Linked DNA regions of Anas platyrhynchos: region 1 is linked to region 2. Evidence: chromatin contacts called from public Hi-C data. All regions are on one chromosome and are shown on one strand. Each heading gives the region's core, a stretch centred on a gene start, on an enhancer-like site or on the middle of the called end of the contact. The rest is flanking DNA. Distances are from core to core; before and after follow the strand shown. Region 1 overlaps PTDSS1 (phosphatidylserine synthase 1). Region 2 has its middle 20 kb from the start of MTDH.

What was found. Hi-C and Micro-C count contacts between places; a contact is called where the count stands out from the background.
Region 1: a contact with region 2 is called in a Hi-C map of liver, with 4 times the contacts expected there. The contact joins two enhancer-like sites. A contact is called at or near these places in 6 of 8 Hi-C or Micro-C datasets (F1 follicle, F5 follicle, liver and 2 more).

The regions. Positions count from the first base shown.
Region 1 is chr2:23,578,523-23,582,220 of IASCAAS_PekinDuck_T2T, reverse strand. It overlaps PTDSS1 (phosphatidylserine synthase 1), which reads left to right. Exons shown (of 13, transcript XM_021277264.4): 10 at 428-527; 11 at 1,390-1,458; 12 at 1,972-2,041; 13 at 3,348-3,698. The coding sequence ends at 3,460. Among named protein-coding and RNA genes, the nearest start is that of PTDSS1, 23 kb to the left of the region's middle. Within about 2 kb of position 1,945, at least 1 of the 8 cell types and tissues checked has an H3K27ac peak or open chromatin away from gene starts, as enhancers often do.
Region 2 is chr2:23,183,576-23,187,170 of IASCAAS_PekinDuck_T2T, reverse strand. No RefSeq gene overlaps it. Among named protein-coding and RNA genes, the nearest start is that of MTDH, 20 kb to the right of the region's middle. Within about 2 kb of position 1,715, at least 2 of the 8 cell types and tissues checked have an H3K27ac peak or open chromatin away from gene starts, as enhancers often do.

The DNA of each region.
Region 1 (3,698 bases), core at 696-3,195, 390 kb before region 2:
GTGTCCTGCAGAGAAATATCCAAAGCGTAGTTCTAGCTCACCCAACAGGGAGTCTATTGGTCATTCAGCATGCAAAAGACATTTCTATCTGGTGAGGGCTGAAGCACAGTGGTAGGTATAAACAGAAATTCTCAGCTATTGGCACACATTCCTGCTTGTTCCTTGGACAAGCAAAGGCTTGTGGAATTGTGGCCTACTAGCTTAGCATTTTCTGTGGGCTGTTTATGCTGAAGAAAAATAAAGAATGAACAATAAATTTTCCAAAGACTTTGAGTTAATGCTGTTGTTGGGGAGATGTGTGCTCGCTAGAGAGTAGTGCTTGTTTAGAGCTGACCATCTCGAGCCTGGGCTGTAGACATGAGAGTTAAGTCCTTTGTGTTTGTAATCACTTTTTTTTTTCTTCCCTTTTTCTTGTATTCACTCACAGGGTTATTGCTTTTCTTGAAGCTATTGTGTGCATAAAGTTTGGACAGGATCTTTTCTCCAAAACACAAATCCTGTATGTTGTGTTTTGGCTTCTCTGTGTGGTAAGTGAGATTTCTCATGTGAAACATAAGGCACAGCAAAGGCATTGAAAGCATCCAAATAGCTTCCTCTCTGGAACATTGGCAGCAGGGGATCGTTGTGAGGGAATGCTGGTAAAGAACTTCATGCATGTCCCAGGAAGAGCAAATATGAGATCGTTTAGAACTACTCTGAAGAGATAAGAATAACTTTTTCCTTAGTTCTTGACCTAGTAGAATGTAGTCACTTAACCAGTACTTAACAAAGAAACAAACTGTGGTTATAGATCTTAGCCTTATGAGAGAAAATGACAGTTCAGTTGAGGATAATCTGGGAGCTGCTTCCGATGGTGCCCTCTGGAAGAGAACAGGAGTTAATGAATAGCATTAATAAGTAATGCATGTTGCTTCACACTGAAGTCTTACAACTGCAGAAGCCCTGCTTTATCAGGCAAATTGTTTTCACTCAGCCTGCAGCTTTCTGCACTTCAGTGTAATTACTGCAAATGCAGCTTGAAATGCCCATTTTACAACAGCAAACACGTTAGTTAGTCTTGCCCAACTTGTAACTCTGATGCCAAACACATTTTAATGAAAACTAAGGCATTTCTTCTGGGCTGTGACAGTTAAATGCTTCTCCCTTCTGACTGGGAACACAGTTCGAACAGGTGATAGGAAGTTGGAATTGATTGTTCTGCTATTTAGTGTATCCTAAAGTTGGAGTCCAAGTGTTAATTGATGTGGAAAAAGATGCAGAGAGAAACAGAGCGTGAAAGTCTCCAAACATGGAATCTCCAGGAATTCAAAGACTTTGAACCAGCAAGGAATTTGGGAAAAATAAATAAATAAGTAGTTACTTTTTTTTTTCCTCTCCTTCCTTGTTTAGGCCTTTACAACTTTCCTGTGTTTATATGGAATGGTTTGGTACGCAGAATACTACGGCCACCGAGAAAAGGTACTTTACTAGGATGCCTGGTCTTGTTTTATACCAAAATGAAACAACAAAGCTACTAGATGTTAGGATCCTTTACCAGAACTAACATACATGGGGGAGAGGGGGGATGGTTTGGAGCCTTAACTGAAGTCAATAGAAAGAACTCTGAATTCAGTGAGCCTTGGACAGATCCCAGCTTAAACTGTGGTTTCTAAAGAATGTTGTCCTCTTGGATACCCAAAACGAGGCTGTAATTTTGGCAAAGCATTCAGGGACGAATGGTCAGCTGCTGTCCCCATTGTACAGGTGGAATGCTAGGGGAATATTAAGAATACTGGGTTACACAACAGATCACCTGGCAAGTGGTGAATTCTTACTGCACCATCTATGTCGTACCTCTTAACTATGGAGGGAAACATCTGAAGTGCTGGTTGTATGTTTTATCAGGACTTCTGCCACATTTTCAATCTACAAGCCTGTGCTGGTCTCAGGAATCAGCATCCCAATGACGTGTGTCCCTCTTGTGTTTTGCAGACCTTATCAGAAAGTGAAGACAGCCCGTACAGTCCAGATGCTTCCTGGCTTCATTCTAAATTCAGCAGAGGTATCGGCACTTATACATGTGTGTTATTAAAGGGGGAGCTTTAATGCTTAGCATTAGGAAATAAGGCTTGAGAAACTTACCTGGGAGACAGCTGGACTTCCTTTAACATCCCTGCAGGAGCTATGCAGATAAATCATCTACAAAGCTATTTGGTTTTACTGCCTTTTTTTCTTCCAATTCTAAGAAATGTATGTATTTTTTTTCATGGAGCAGTTTCTTTTTTCCCCTACTATTCCAGATCATTCTTGGAGGTTTAGGACGTTATATATTTCATAAGTGTTCTGGATGGGTTTTCTACCTAAACATTGCATGTTTGGTTTTAAATATGAGTGCAAATTATACTTCTATTCCTCCTTTTTAAGAAAGTAAAGTATGTGCCCTGGAGCTTATGTTCTTGCTGACACTTGCCTAGTTAGTGCAGCACTGATAGTCATAAACAGCTTCTTCTGTACTTAGAGGCAGCCCACCTCTAACTTCTTTTCCCTACACTAGAGGTCAGTTAATTTACTCTTCCTCTTACTCTTTAGTGTGGGCTTATTGAAAAAAATCAAGCTTCACATCTGGAGGTGACCTGTCAGAGCTTACGCTCCAGATGTGTTAGTATCATTAAAATATTTCTTATTTACCATATACTTTAAAAACATCTACAATTGAGCTTTTATATACCAAATGTGATTTCTCTATATGCAGATATTAACTTATTCTTCGCTTAGTGCATTTGTGGACTTTTATTTGAAGAAAAATTGCTTGCACTTGAAGTCTCTCCTTTTCTCTCCTTTATACACACTGGAGAAATCTAGCCAAGTAAATATTTGTTCTCTGACTTTATCTGTTTCTTCGTTAATTGTGAACTTAACCTCTTCCGTGTTTTGCTCTTGGATCCTTCTTTCAGTCCCCATTGCCTCCCTTTGCTTTCTCGGAGTCAAACGCTGCCTGTCAAGAAAGACTGAATCTGTGACTTCAGTCTCATAGCTCTTCAATTCTGATAGTAACAAAACTTCTGCCAGTAAAAAAAAAAAAAGTGTAGAGATCTGAATTATTGATGTCATTTCAAAATAGAAGATGCTTCACCACTATATTTGGCTGTGAGAAACTTCTGAAATCTCTTGTAAGAGGAGGAATTTTACAGTTCTTAAATTTGTTTTCATTCTTTTTTGTAATTAGGCCACTAGATGGAGTAGGAGTACCAGTTTGTATTAGCTTGAACTACTCTATACTGTAAATGCTGTAGCTTCAGAAAGCCTTCACTGTCTTTCAGACAAGAACTTGTCAATGTCAGATAGTCAAAAAGTGTTTTATTTCTCAGCAGGTGCTGACAATAGCCCACCAAAACATACAGTCAATAGTGAAAGCCACTCATCTCGGAGGAGGAATCGGCACTCCAAGTCAAAAGTAACGAATGGAATTGGCAAGAAGTAAGAAAGGTGCCTGAAGATACTCTACGATGTGATTAGAGATGACAAAGAAAATCAGACCTGGTTCTGAGCTTCCAAATGGAAGATTGATATTTTTTTTTTAAATTTAAAATTTTAAAAAAAGAAAGGCGTTGAAGAAAAGGATGGTCAAGAGGGAGCCACCGGTGTTGTGCAACTCATCGCCTGCTGATACTTGCCATTCACTGATTTAAACCTAGTTTCTTCAGCATGTGGCAACAAAA
Region 2 (3,595 bases), core at 466-2,965:
TTGCTTCTTTTCTTTTTTCAGTTACGAGACAACCATCTGACTCCAATGATAATCAGCCACTCCACATGATCCCCATTAGCTCAGTCCATGGAACACCTGAACAAAAGCCAAAGGAACTTGGATGTGTTCCTCATTCTGCTTTTTCTTTATTTTATTTTTTTTTCATCTAAACATCTGTTTTCCCATGTTGACACATGAGCTCATAACTTGCAGAACAAAGACAACCCAGGCCTTCATGTAACAGCATGTTTGTGTAGGTAGCATTGGGCTTTCTGATGCTTTCTAGATACCAGTCCTGCCCTTTATCCTGCTGCCCAAATTCACTGGCACTTTGTAAGGAATGAGCAAGAGCCACTGAATACTTCTTGCAAGGGGTATTATTTTCAAAACATAACCAGAAGTTACAGCATAGTTTAATGAGGGGTATTGGTTAAATATAGCATTATAAGGAAAACATGACCGTGATTACTTCACGAATAGCAATGCTGTGACCACTCTCACAGATCACTTCTATTTAACTGCACAGCACCATAGCATTTTCAAAACAAATGGAACACACGTGCCCCAATCTGAAGCTCTTACATTTTAGGGCCACAATCCTGTAAAAATGTGCACTTTTCCAAGACCTCCTGCAACACTCAATGCTAAGTATGTGTGGGTACCATCTCAAAGGATCAGGGCCTCAGCCTCCAGTCTTTCAGTCATGTGTTCTCCATGTGGAGAACTATGAAAAGTGTAAGTGCTTGCAGATCGAATAAGTGAATTTAGAAACGAGATGAAAGATAAAAAGCTAGGGATTACAAAATGGAAATACAAAGTGGAGTTGCTTTGGAGCGTGACGAGTTTTTGTGCTCATCCTGCTGGTGTTGGCTTCTCGTTGTTTACATTACAAACTCTGTGTACCAGAACACAGTTCCACCCCCATACATGTATCCCAAATGAAGGTGGACTCAATGTTAGGCACTGAAACATTTTAAAATGTTTAGCAGTTTACGGTATTAAAGATCTTCTTGCACTAAAGCAATGAGTATTATCTTTTAAAAGAAAGTTTGGATAAAGGCAAATACTTTCATTTCATTGCTTTGTTCTTGGTTGCATACGGAGAAGATGGAGAACTGGAATCAGGAAAGTGAAGGGGACACAGGGTGGGAAAGGACACATCAGTTGTTGCAGGAAGATCTTGGAAATGAATGAAAGAATGAGTGCCATCAGTAGGTTAGGATCAGTAGTGGTATGGTTGTATGGATGGTGGTCTTTTAGGCAACTTAGTTAACTGTGTCAGGGCACCAGCACCAGCTCCAGAGAGCTGGGAGGTTGAAAGCTCCTCCAGATGCTGGTGGCACAGAAGTGGAGATGACCCTTGTACTCTGAGTGGCTCTGTATCCATTGGAAGAAGTCCAAGCTGGGGACCAGCAAATGTGTTTTCAGTGGACTTTGGGTTCATTCTGTTTTCTCTGTGTTGTGATACTTCAGGCACAATTTTATTTCTCTCTTTTCAGCTCACTTCAGGGAGCCTGGACTTGCCACTGTGGATTTCTGGAACTGTCTGTTTCCATCATGTTTATTGTTCAAAGGTTAAAGATGGAGCCACAATGACTACTGTTTCAGCCACAAAAGATAGTCGTAACTTCAAGTATTAGCCACCACCACCCACCAGCTACAGGAATGATCTCACATTTCTTTTCCTTCTAGGAAGAGCGTTCAGATGCCAGTTTTATCTGACTCCAACCCTGTGACAAGCACAAATAACAAGAGTTGTTGATTCTTAGATCCACGTACAGCAGAGGCAAAGGAATGCAGTTTGTGTCTATTCGTGTCAGGATGTGTTGCATCAGAGGTAAAAGCTGCGTGCTGTCTGTACAGCACAGACTGGACAAGAGTTCCTGCTGTCCAGTTTGAGGGGAAGGCTGGGGAGGACAGGGAGTTAAAATGAGGACAAATAGGGTCCCCTGTAGGTTGCTTTAGCTGCTGCACAGGCTCAGTATCTGTGCAGCACATCTGGCCAGCTGCTGCTGAAGAGGGCAAGAAAAACTTCTCGTCTCCCCCAAATTTCTGGAGCTGCTTTTTTTCATACCTTCTCTTGCACTGATTCTCTCTGTTACCCTATAATGAACCAGGCCAGGGAGCTAAACCAGCACCCAACTATTTGTGTTTCTGCTAAATTGGGATCCACCTGATCCAGCTCCCTGTGAGAGGTCAAGGGATGTCCCACTGCAGTGGTGGTGAGCCTCTGCACATCCTGGGGAGACCCTGGGCCACCAAGCTATGCAGAACCCTAAAGAGCTTTCCAACTGGTTTTCCAACCTCTCAATCTGCAAACAGAGACTGGTTTTCATAAGCACATCTCAGACCAGCAGCTGCTTCTGCCCAGGAAGCCCTTGGAGGATCCCCAGTCCACACCAGAAATCCCCATCAGCATGCTACAGAGTCACAGATTTTGGTCATATGCAAATGCCAAGTCCTTCTGCTGTATTTTCATGAAGATCAGGATTTTCATCTCAGTTCTCAACATGGATATGGATATGGAAGTAGGAAGAGGCTGTAGCTTTCTCCTAGGTTATCTGGCAGGGTCAGGAAGGATTTCCCAGCAGCAGTGTCATACCGATTTTCTGCTGTGACAGGAATGCAGAGCCTTGGTGGGTCAAGTGAAGATGAAAGCCACCTCTATGAAGGCCCAGAACCTTCTGACTGACCTTTGGGCTCACTACACCAGCATTTCCACACGATGATAAACTGTCACATCATCAGCTAAGCAGTGTTGCTGTTGTGCCTCTGACTCAGGGCTCTTCTGAAGGACTTCTCTCATCACTGTGCAGGGTGCTGAGATGACTCTTCACTATAAGGTCTTTCAGAGAAAAAGTGTGATGGCAGCAACCAGCCCACACACCAAGATACTTAAGAGGTCTTGAGTCATGTACACACAGCTATAGAAACCTATCAATCTGCTAGTAACAGGCCCTGCAGAAACACAGGGCTGGATGCTGCCCCTGCCCTAAGAGACTTGCAGTCTAATTTGGGAGAAGACCAAATGGAAAAGGAGAAGGAAAAACATTAAATAATAAGAGCAAATGTTTATATAGCTGCTTGCACAACATAGTAACTACAAGCAGCTAAAGTCTTAGAGATTCAAACAAGATTAAACATTAAGAAGAAACACTTTACAACTGCACAGAGAATCTGGGGAAGGTTGCTTGGAGAGATTGCTTGGGCAGAAAGATTGTTTCATGCAATTCCATGATTCTGCTGATTTGTATCATGCTCAGTTGTCCCACAGGTTTCATATCTGAGATCTTCCTTCAAAGAGAAGAGTCATCCTCAGAAATCCAGTTAGAAAAGATATCCCAGCCCTAAGGTGCAGGTGGTAAAACAGGCAACCACGACAGACTGGATGGCTTAAGGAAGAGTAGTGTTACGCTCACAAGAGACTCAGAATTATGAAATGTCTTCATGGGAAATTTGCATGCAATGAAATTCAACAAGAACAAGTTTTACAAATCTGCTTTCATGCTCTGCATTTACATTTAGGGCAGATTTAAGCATGTATTTCAATTATAGCAGTTGCAGTACAAATTCATTCACACAGCTTGGTTCCAAC